Regions from separate parts of the Sus scrofa genome. Here all the other regions are linked to region 1. Evidence: chromatin contacts called from public Hi-C data. All regions are on one chromosome and are shown on one strand. The core of a region is the stretch at or near the end of the contact, and the rest is flanking DNA. Distances in the headings are between cores, read along the strand shown. Region 1 has its middle 270 kb from the start of GADD45G. Region 2 has its middle 64 kb from the start of GADD45G. Region 3 has its middle 370 kb from the start of DIRAS2.

Region 1 (2,937 bases), core at 244-2,743:
CTCACAGGAGCAGCCATTGTGAGACTGTTTGGAGGGGCACTGGGCTGAATTTGCTAGTCTGCCATCAATGTGGACACGACAGACAGGAAGTCTTTTAGGGCTGCATCTGGAACATATGGAAGTTCCCAGGCTTGGGGTCTAATCAGCCGCCGGCTCACGCCACAGCCACGGCAGCACCAGATCCACACCACAGCTCACAGCAACACCAGATCCTTAACCCACTGAACGGTGCCAGGAATTGAACCCTCATCCTCATGGATACTAGTCGGGTTCTTAACCTGCTGAGCCACAACATTAACCTGCTGAGCCACGACAAGAACTCCTGAACTGGGGTTCTTAAATAAAAATCTGAGTCTCTCGGAGGTAAGAGAACTTTGCAGGCAGCACGACTCTTGGGGCTGCTGGCTGCTTCTTAATAGAAAAAGACAAAAGAAATTCAAGAGTAGGGTTCAGAAAAAGATCTGCGTGGAAACCCCTCAGGAGTTTTTCTCTACATTTGCAGAACATAGAAGAGGGAAGGGTTTCCATTAGAAGCAGGATCCCCAGCACAGGGAAGGACCCCCTGGTCCCATGGGTATTCTCCCTGGACAGGTGCAGAGCTGGGCAAAGCCTTGGGGACTCTGCAAGCGGCAGCCTCCTGGGTTCCCCAGGGCTGGGACCTGGCCTGGCTGTGTCCCTCTAGACACAGATGGCTCCCGGAGGCCCCTGTTTGCAATGTAAACCCAAGGAAGCCTGGGATTGACGGAGGTCATGTTCAAGTCCTGGCAGAAAGTTGGCAGCCAGAAGTGAGAGTGCAGGGCCCTGGGAACTCAGACTCCAGGGTTTATACAGCAAATGGGACAACGTGCCCAAACATCGCTGTCTGGTGTAGCCTTATCATTAGAGAATTCAGCCACTCCAAAGACCCACCCCTGGGCTGCCTCACTCTGGGGAGGAGACACTTTCACTCCTGGCTCCACTTTCTCCCCACACTGAGGATGAGAGCGGCGGCCCCATGTGCCCGTTCTCACTAGGTCTGTGTGGAGTTGGATGACTCGAGGTGTGGCTTTCCTACCTGGCCTCACTGCCCGGATCCCTCTGCCAGCGGCTTCCCGGAGGGGAGGGGGTGGGGGACGGGAGGAGAGTGTTCCGGGAAAGCCCTCGGCAGGAGGCAGGACTGGTGGGAAGCTGTGGACCTTGCACTGCACGTGGCCTCCGTCCCTCAGCAGCTTCCTGAGAGAAGGATGGGTGTCAGGGGCTGCAGACGATGCACCAGTGGGAGAAGCAGTCACTCTCCAGCTGCCCTGCTGTTTACACAGGAGTGGGAGAAGGAAGGAAAGCAGTGCCAGGCCGGAAATGCCAAGTTCCAGAAAACGGGGGTGTCAGCAGGCGACCGCAGGGAGCCCGGCGGAGGCAAAGCAAACCCAAGCTGCCCGCGTGCCAAGGCAAACTCAGGTGGTTCTTCTGAACTGGCACCTCCGGGTCAGCGTTCAGGCCAGTGAATTCTGCAGGACGTATTCCCAGAGGTCTGGAGAGCTTTCAGGCCGGACTTGGCACTGCCAAGCCGATGCATCAGGATGGGGACATGGGGCCTCTTGAGCCCTCACAGGATTAATGCCACAAGGTCCCAGAGAACACCCCACCACCCCGGCCAGGCATTCACTCAATTTACCACCTCCAGGCACCTCTAAGCAGCAGGGTCCGCACTGAGAGGTATTTCTGCCCATTTCACAAACCAAAACCCAGCTCAGAGTGGTCCAGGCAAAGCTCAGGGGCACACAGCCAAAGGGCTCGCAACCAGCACCTTTGGTGGCTCTGCCCCAAGGAGCTACATTTGGCTGATGCTGGGGTCAAGACAGATCCCCAGAGAGCACACCAGGAGGCCCACTGGTCCCTGTGAGAACACACTACTATGAGATAAGAAACGTTAACCCATTTTACAGATTGGAAAACTGAGGTTTAATGGAATTAAGTGACATGCCATCATCACCCAGAAAAGGACAGAGAGGAGACTGGACCTCAGGCATCTCAAGAACCACAGTCCACACTCTGCTCTCCCAGAAGACAAAGAGGTGGCCTGTAGCTGCTGGCAGACCTGGCATTTTCCCAGCAGATTCTGACACCCTTGGGTACAGACCAGTGGCTCTCAAAGCCTGGACCCCAGACCTCCAGCATCAATCTTCGTATGAATCCTAGGCTCTACCCCAAGTCTACTCAGTCTGAGACTCTGGGTTGGGGTCCATTGTCCTCCTCAGGGCCTGCGTGCCTGAGGGGTCCACACAAGTGGGATACGAAAGAGAGAACGGAGACCTGGCCCACACCAGACCTGGCCTGGGACTGGGCTCCAGTGCCACCTCCCCTGGGCCTTGGAGGGAACGGACGCTGACACGTGGCCCCAGCCAGGAATATTTGATCATCCATCTCAACTCTGTAGAGTCCACAGGGTGGAGGGGAAGGCAGACAATTCCAGGGAGGGGACCTTTCCAATTAGGCGGTGAAGTCAGTGTGAACTTCAAACATGTTAAAAATAGGCTTCTAAAAATAGCCCTGCGGAAACAGGAGGTGTGGCGGGAAAGTTCCTGGCCAGGCTGGGCAGGGTGGTTCCCACACAGCCTTCAAGCCAGAGGGGGAAGCTGCGTCTGACCCCCCAACGGGCTTCCAGACGGAGAGAGGCAAGAAATCCGGGTGGACTGGGGAGGGTGCTGGGATCCGGTAAGAGCTCAGGGATTTGGGTTGTGAGCCTGCCTCATTTGTGGGACCACGGGGTTCCCTGATTGATGGGCCTTTAAATTCCACCTTTCGGCTTGGGGATGCTCCTGTGTGTGAGCTGATTAATCTGTGTATAAACACACATGGTCATCATTTGTTACCAGGTCTTATTTCCCACCAGAGCTTCCAGAGCACAGCATCAGCATCACTGCTCTCAGACCCTCTGAGTCAGAAGCTGCATGTTCCCAG
Region 2 (2,937 bases), core at 197-2,696, 210 kb after region 1:
ACCACAGCTCACGGCAACACTGGATCCTTAACCCACTGAGCAAGGACAGGGATCGAACCTGCCTCCTCATGGATACTAGTCAGATTCATTTCCACTGAGCCATGACAGGAACGCCTCAGAATTATTTTTCAAGTTCTCTTTTTAATCTCCAGCTAGAAAAAGAAGCCATGATAAAGAGTTTCTAGACCTTTGAAGCCAGCCACTGAATCTTTCGAGTAGGGAACTCCCCTCTCAGAATTTCTCCTGTCCTCACAAGGGAGTCACAGACCCAGAGCTTTTCCCTCAAAGGCAGCCCCTGAGATGACCATCCAACCCCAGGCGCCTCTCCAGAGTGGGTTAAATGTTCTACAAGTGGGGCTTAAGATGTGCCTAAGTGTGTGCAAAAATACCACCTCGAACTATGTTTGTTTAAATGAACTTATCTCTCGGCTCCTTCTGTCTGGGGGTGCAGGAAACTCAATCTCAGACTCACGGGACCATACCTCAAGACCTGGGTGGCCCCTCCAGCCAGGACCATGGGCTGTCCCCCGCCATGTCAGACTCCATGCAACACCCTCAGGGTGCAGGTCCGGCCAGCCCCTGCGGGGCCAGCATCCCTGGTGACGTCACACAGCCCTCACCCCACCAGCCCTGCATAGAAGGTGGCTTGTCCCTCGAGGATGTCCTGTCACGAAAAGCAGCTGCAACCAGAGCCCAAGAGGTTCAGCCAGGGCCGCAGTGCTCTGCTAAAGAAGGGAAAGTAGTCTGAAGCCCCCACAGGGGGGACAAGCACAGCATGACACTGTGACAGGGGAACCACTCCATCCCTAACCCCAGACACTGACAGCTCCCTCACAGACTTATTCTAAAACCTGGCACTTCAGTGGGCAGTGTTTTGCTAAGTGAATCAGGCACAGGGTCACCTCTGATCCACACCCTTCCCTGTCCCCGCTGTCCTCTCAGGCACCCCATCACCACCCCGCCTCCAGACTGTCAAAGGGCTGAACCACCTGCCCTCTGGCCCCAGGCTCTCCGTGCTCTTCTTCCCTGAGAACAGCCACATAGTGTCCCCAGGTCCCCCTCACCCCCCACCTGAGGCGCCTGCCCCCTCCAGGTCCCCTCCCACCAGCTACTGAGCATTTCAGGTGCTATTGAGAGATGGGGTGACAAAGAGGAGGGGGCTGTCGGCCTGGGAGCTGAGAGCTCAGCTCAGGCCTCCCCACCCCCAACCCTTCCCGCCCAAGGGCAAGGGGCCATCTGCTGCCGCAGCCATGGGGCAGCAGATGGGCCACTTTAAGCAGGAGTGGGCCCCGAGGAAGGGGCTAATCTAGGGTGACTTTTGACCCCACTACCATCCTAAGGCACAGAGGAAGTGCACGCACGCACGTGCATGCACACACACACTCACAGACACGCACAGACTGCGTGCTGGCAAAACCCAGGTCTGACTTTCAAGTCTAGTTGTGTCACCGGGGTCTGTTTATTTTTGCAGATCTGTAATTCCTTATCAGTCACTCAAAATCCAACAGGCTCTGAGAACTGCAAGTTTTTTCATTTGCAAGCAAAGTTCAACCTCAGCAAATGGATGTGAGGCTTGACTTACCCCACTTAGTTTCACTACAAAATGTAATGCATTTTGCTCTTGTGGTGCAGAGAATGGACCCAGTGCCCAGGAAGGCAGGGGTCGCAGTGCAGCCTCGTTTCCTGGCCACTGGCTGGGTGTGCTTGGCCCTACTTGAGCAAGGGGGTGCTGAAAACTGGGACTCAGGAACATGTCACATCATATTTGCTCCAACCTGTATTTCATGGACGCTCTTTTTTTCTTTTTAGGGCTGCACCCATGGCATATGGAGGTTCCCAGGCTAGGGGTCAAATCAGAGCTGTAGCTGCCGACCAGCGCCAGAGCCACAGCCACACAAGATCTGAGCCACATCTGCCACCTGCATCACATCCCATGGGAACACCGAATCTTTAACCCACTGTGTGGGGCCAGGGTTCAAAGCCTTGTCCTCGAGGATACTAGTCGGGTTCATTACCACTGAGCCACAACGGGAACTCTTGCTCCAACCTGTCTTTCAAACTGAGCAGGGGATGTGGCCATAGGCTGGAGGGAAGACCCAAGAAGACAAGGATGGAGGCTCCCAAAGCCTTGGGGCCAGAGCTGGGTCTAGGGACTCCTGCTGACTCATTGCCTGGCTGCCAAGGGCCCCCGGGGGCCTGCCTTCCTCACCCCAGCCCTCTGATGACCTTCCAGATACGCACGCGCGCGCACACACACGCACACACACACAATCACGCACGCCAACACAGGTGCACGCTCCCACCCATACACCCACAGGAATTCCATGCGTGTGCACACATGCACACACACACAGATGCACAGACCCCCTTCATACCAGGTTTCCCCAGGACAACTGTCTGTTGGACCCCACGGTGCTCGACTCAGAATCCTCCAGAACAGGGACACATCTGGACTATAATGAACAGGCCTGTTTCTTCACCATTGTTCACCAAACCTGCCAGAACGTACACACCAAAGCCAGGGTCTCCGGAGAGGGCCCTGCTTTCTTCCAGGGTTTTATTCCAAACAGTGTTGGAACCTCTCCTGGAATGCTTCTCAAAGCCAGTTGTGGAGTCGACAAAGAAACCGGGTCCGCTCATATCTGCCACGAGGAAACAGTCCCCCACGCCGGGTGGTTGTTGAAGACCAGCCTACTGCTTCTGGAGCATAAGGCCCTCACCTCTAAGAGAGAGGGCCCCGGACAGGCAGGAAGTGCTCCGGGAATCTGCATGATTTCCTTCTGAAGCCCTAGGGAGGCCCCGAGGGCCCATTTCTCACTTCTCCTCCCACCATCTTGCCACCCTGTGTCAGCACGTGTTCCAGACACCACTGAAAAGTCCCTGCCCCCTCAGAGCCCAGGGACCCACAAGCCCCCCTTGAGATTTAGCAATAGGCCT
Region 3 (2,937 bases), core at 300-2,799, 170 kb before region 1:
TGACACTGGATAAGAAGCGGAACTCTTGTGAGCCCCTGTGAGCAGGACAATGCTGATGCCTCACAAGGAGAGTCCTCAGTAGTACAGGCTCGGGGAGCAAGGCCACCACAATAAAGCAGAGGCAGCTCAGGCTCAGGTCCACAAGCTGGTAGTTGCATATCAAGTGCCCTAAAAGACCATTCAGGTCTTTTACTCACGACAAAAAGAAAGGTAATATTTTTGACCTTTGAGAGTAAACCTATTGTTTGCATAAGGGAAAGTTGTTAATTAATTGAGCACTGTTTCTGTGGCTCCCCAGAGGAGTGACTGTGTCATCTCATCTTTTCTTACCAGAGCCATGTTCAATTATTGCCATGGTTTTATTCAAAATTTAATTACGAAGAAATTGAGGCACAAAGGATTGAAGTAAAGCACTTATAGCTGCACAGCTGCTGGTATCAGGGAGCTGGAAGCAAAATAACAGTAGGCATTTACTGTCATGGCAAACACATAATATTTTAAGAGGATCTGAAAGTCTCTTTTTTTAATCTGGCATCAAAATCTTTACCTACTGTTTTCATGGTCTTAAAGCACCTCCTCAATTAGCCAGTGACTCATTTTTCCTGCAGAATTTATAAATAGCACTGATAATTTTTACCAGGATGAAATATAGAACAGAACAGATAATCTCTATAAACATGGAGATTAACATTTTTTTTTTATCTTTATGGCAGGATCTGGATCAAAAGTTTTTCTGATTTCAGGGTCCTGCATGTCAGAGATGAGCTGGGAAAGAATACAAAGGAGAGTCAGTGGGAGTTTGTACAAGATGGTGGGAGAGATAGGGGCGTTTATGGGCGGGAACGGAGCATCTGTTTATTTATTTACCGTCTGTAGCCTTAAACCTTACAGATGGAGATATGAACTAAGCCACAAAAGGTCAGGTTAGGGGGAGCTGAGCAAAAGTATGCCAAGCAACTCAGGGCACCTGCCTGTCTGGGCTGAGAGTCCCCTATCAGCCTGGCAAACACCAGCGAGTTTTCTCTATGAGGATCCATGCGGGAGAGGGCACAGAAGCTGGCATCTTCTTCATCAAGATAAGTCTCGTACTGAAGCTTCTTCTAGGTAAGCAGCTCAGCAGGCTAGTCAAGACCAGGCAATCCTCTTTGTTCCTCTCTGTGGTGCAAGGGACCTTTCACCTGGGTAGAAGGCGTGCATTCTATGTGAATCCTTGCCCAAGATCAGCCTGCAGTGACACACAGGCGAATACATCCAAAGGTGTCCAGTGATCCACGCCCTCTGAGCATGGGATTCAGCAACTAATGACACCAGCTTAAACCCAGAGCACCAAACACTGAGAGAAAACAGAAGACAAAATGTCCTTTCATAAGGAAATATGAATCAAAGGGCCTGTTTTTAAGAAGAGCTATGTTTGGGTTAGGGTTAGGGTTCGAGTTAGAGCCTCAGGACTGAGGTTGCTGAAGCCAGGTTTATCCAACTGAAACCCAGGTCTTCTGGTTGCCCTTCTGGAGCCTCTGCATTTGCACAGCCCTCAGCTGCCCAGTGTCTTCCTCCAGGGCCATCTGCTAGGGCCTCCCTGCAGTGACATCTACAGGGAAAGATATAACGAGTTATATTAATCCAGAGTATATACTTTGGAATAAAAATGGATGACTCTGGATATAGATTTTTTTTTTTTTTAATATCAGCCAACAAGTAGCTCTTCAAGATCATTGGCTTCAACCTTTTCTGGCTCCCTGCCTTTGCAATGCTCTCATTCTCCAAGCTGTCCCCAGCCCCCACCCGCCTCACTCCCTGTCCAGCCCTGGCAGGCAGCCCCAGTCCTTCCCAGAGCCGGCTCCTGCTATTCCCCCAGTGGCTCCAGCCGAACCACAGTCCGTGGCATTGCCTGATGCTTTTTGCCAGCAAGCCCATAATAAGAACCCTCTCAAACCGCTGCAAGACCTTATGTTTTCCAGAACCCAGAGGCGTTTTCTGTTGCATAACCCAGTTGATTCTTGCTATATCTCCTCCCAGCTTGTGGATCAGCTCCTGCTTGGTTTAATGTGTCTGAGTAAGAGCTTCATTCCCAGGTGCCTGTTATCAGATTCTCCAATTTTAGCCCTGCATTTTCTGGGTCATCTGGATAATGGACCTCATTTACTGGTTGATCATTACCGCTTTGTTTTTGAGTCTATACTTAGCTTCCTAGGGCTGTCAGAACAAAGTATCACAAACCGGGTGGCATAAAACAACAGAAATTTATCGTCGCACAGTTCTGGGGGCCAGAAGTCTCGAATAAGGCTGTCATTGGGGTTATGTATCCTCTGGAGACTCTAGGGAAAAATCCTTCCTGCCTCTCCCAGCTTCCAGTGTGCTCAGCTTCTCTTTGGTTTGTGACTGCTTCCCTTCAATCCTTCCTGTCTTTACAGGACCATCATTTTCCTAGGTGTCTCTTTTCAAATGATGTATATATGTCTGCATATAGGTATACATGGGTACATGTATGCGTGTACATGTGTGTATGTACGTGCACATGTCTCTCTGTATAGTCTGTGTGCCTGTGTGTATACATCTGTGTGTGTATGTATGTATGTATGAATATGTGCATATGTATGTGTCTGTGTGTCTATGCATGTGTGTGTGTGTGTGTGTGTGTGCTTGTGCATGTATGCATGTGTGCCCGTGCAGGTGTGTCTTTGGTTACAACCCTAAGTAAGGGAAGAAGGGGAAGGACAAGGACAAAGGAAAGGTGAGCCACAAGACAGCACCCCCTGCAGCCCGCCTAGGGTAAGGCATGCCCAGCTCCAGACCACCCGAACTTGTCGCAAAGCAAAATAATGGGATAAATTGAAATGGGACTTGGAGAACCTGAGGCCTGGTCTGAAAGGAGGAGACTGAGATGCAGAATTCAAGTCTTGTGCCTGAGGGGTTAAGGACTTTAGGAACCACAGGGCG

Evidence for each region. A called contact is a pair of places that touch in the nucleus more often than the background predicts.
Region 2: a contact with region 1 is called in a Hi-C map of liver, with 1.9 times the contacts expected there. The contact joins two enhancer-like sites. A contact is called at or near these places in 1 of 47 Hi-C or Micro-C datasets (liver) and 1 of 2 datasets of contacts at active chromatin or transcription factors (skeletal muscle).
Region 3: a contact with region 1 is called in a Hi-C map of liver, with 6 times the contacts expected there. The contact joins two enhancer-like sites. A contact is called at or near these places in 1 of 5 promoter capture datasets (liver) and 1 of 47 Hi-C or Micro-C datasets (liver).

Annotation. Positions count from the first base shown.
Region 1 is chr14:1,435,562-1,438,498 of Sscrofa11.1, reverse strand. No RefSeq gene overlaps it. Among named protein-coding and RNA genes, the nearest start is that of GADD45G, 270 kb to the right of the region's middle. Within about 2 kb of position 1,493, at least 12 of the 83 cell types and tissues checked have an H3K27ac peak or open chromatin away from gene starts, as enhancers often do. A contact at or near this core is called in liver, where this site is marked.
Region 2 is chr14:1,228,125-1,231,061 of Sscrofa11.1, reverse strand. No RefSeq gene overlaps it. Among named protein-coding and RNA genes, the nearest start is that of GADD45G, 64 kb to the right of the region's middle. Within about 2 kb of position 1,446, at least 2 of the 83 cell types and tissues checked have an H3K27ac peak or open chromatin away from gene starts, as enhancers often do. A contact at or near this core is called in liver, where this site is marked.
Region 3 is chr14:1,601,908-1,604,844 of Sscrofa11.1, reverse strand. No RefSeq gene overlaps it. Among named protein-coding and RNA genes, the nearest start is that of DIRAS2, 370 kb to the left of the region's middle. Within about 2 kb of position 1,549, at least 8 of the 83 cell types and tissues checked have an H3K27ac peak or open chromatin away from gene starts, as enhancers often do. A contact at or near this core is called in liver, where this site is marked.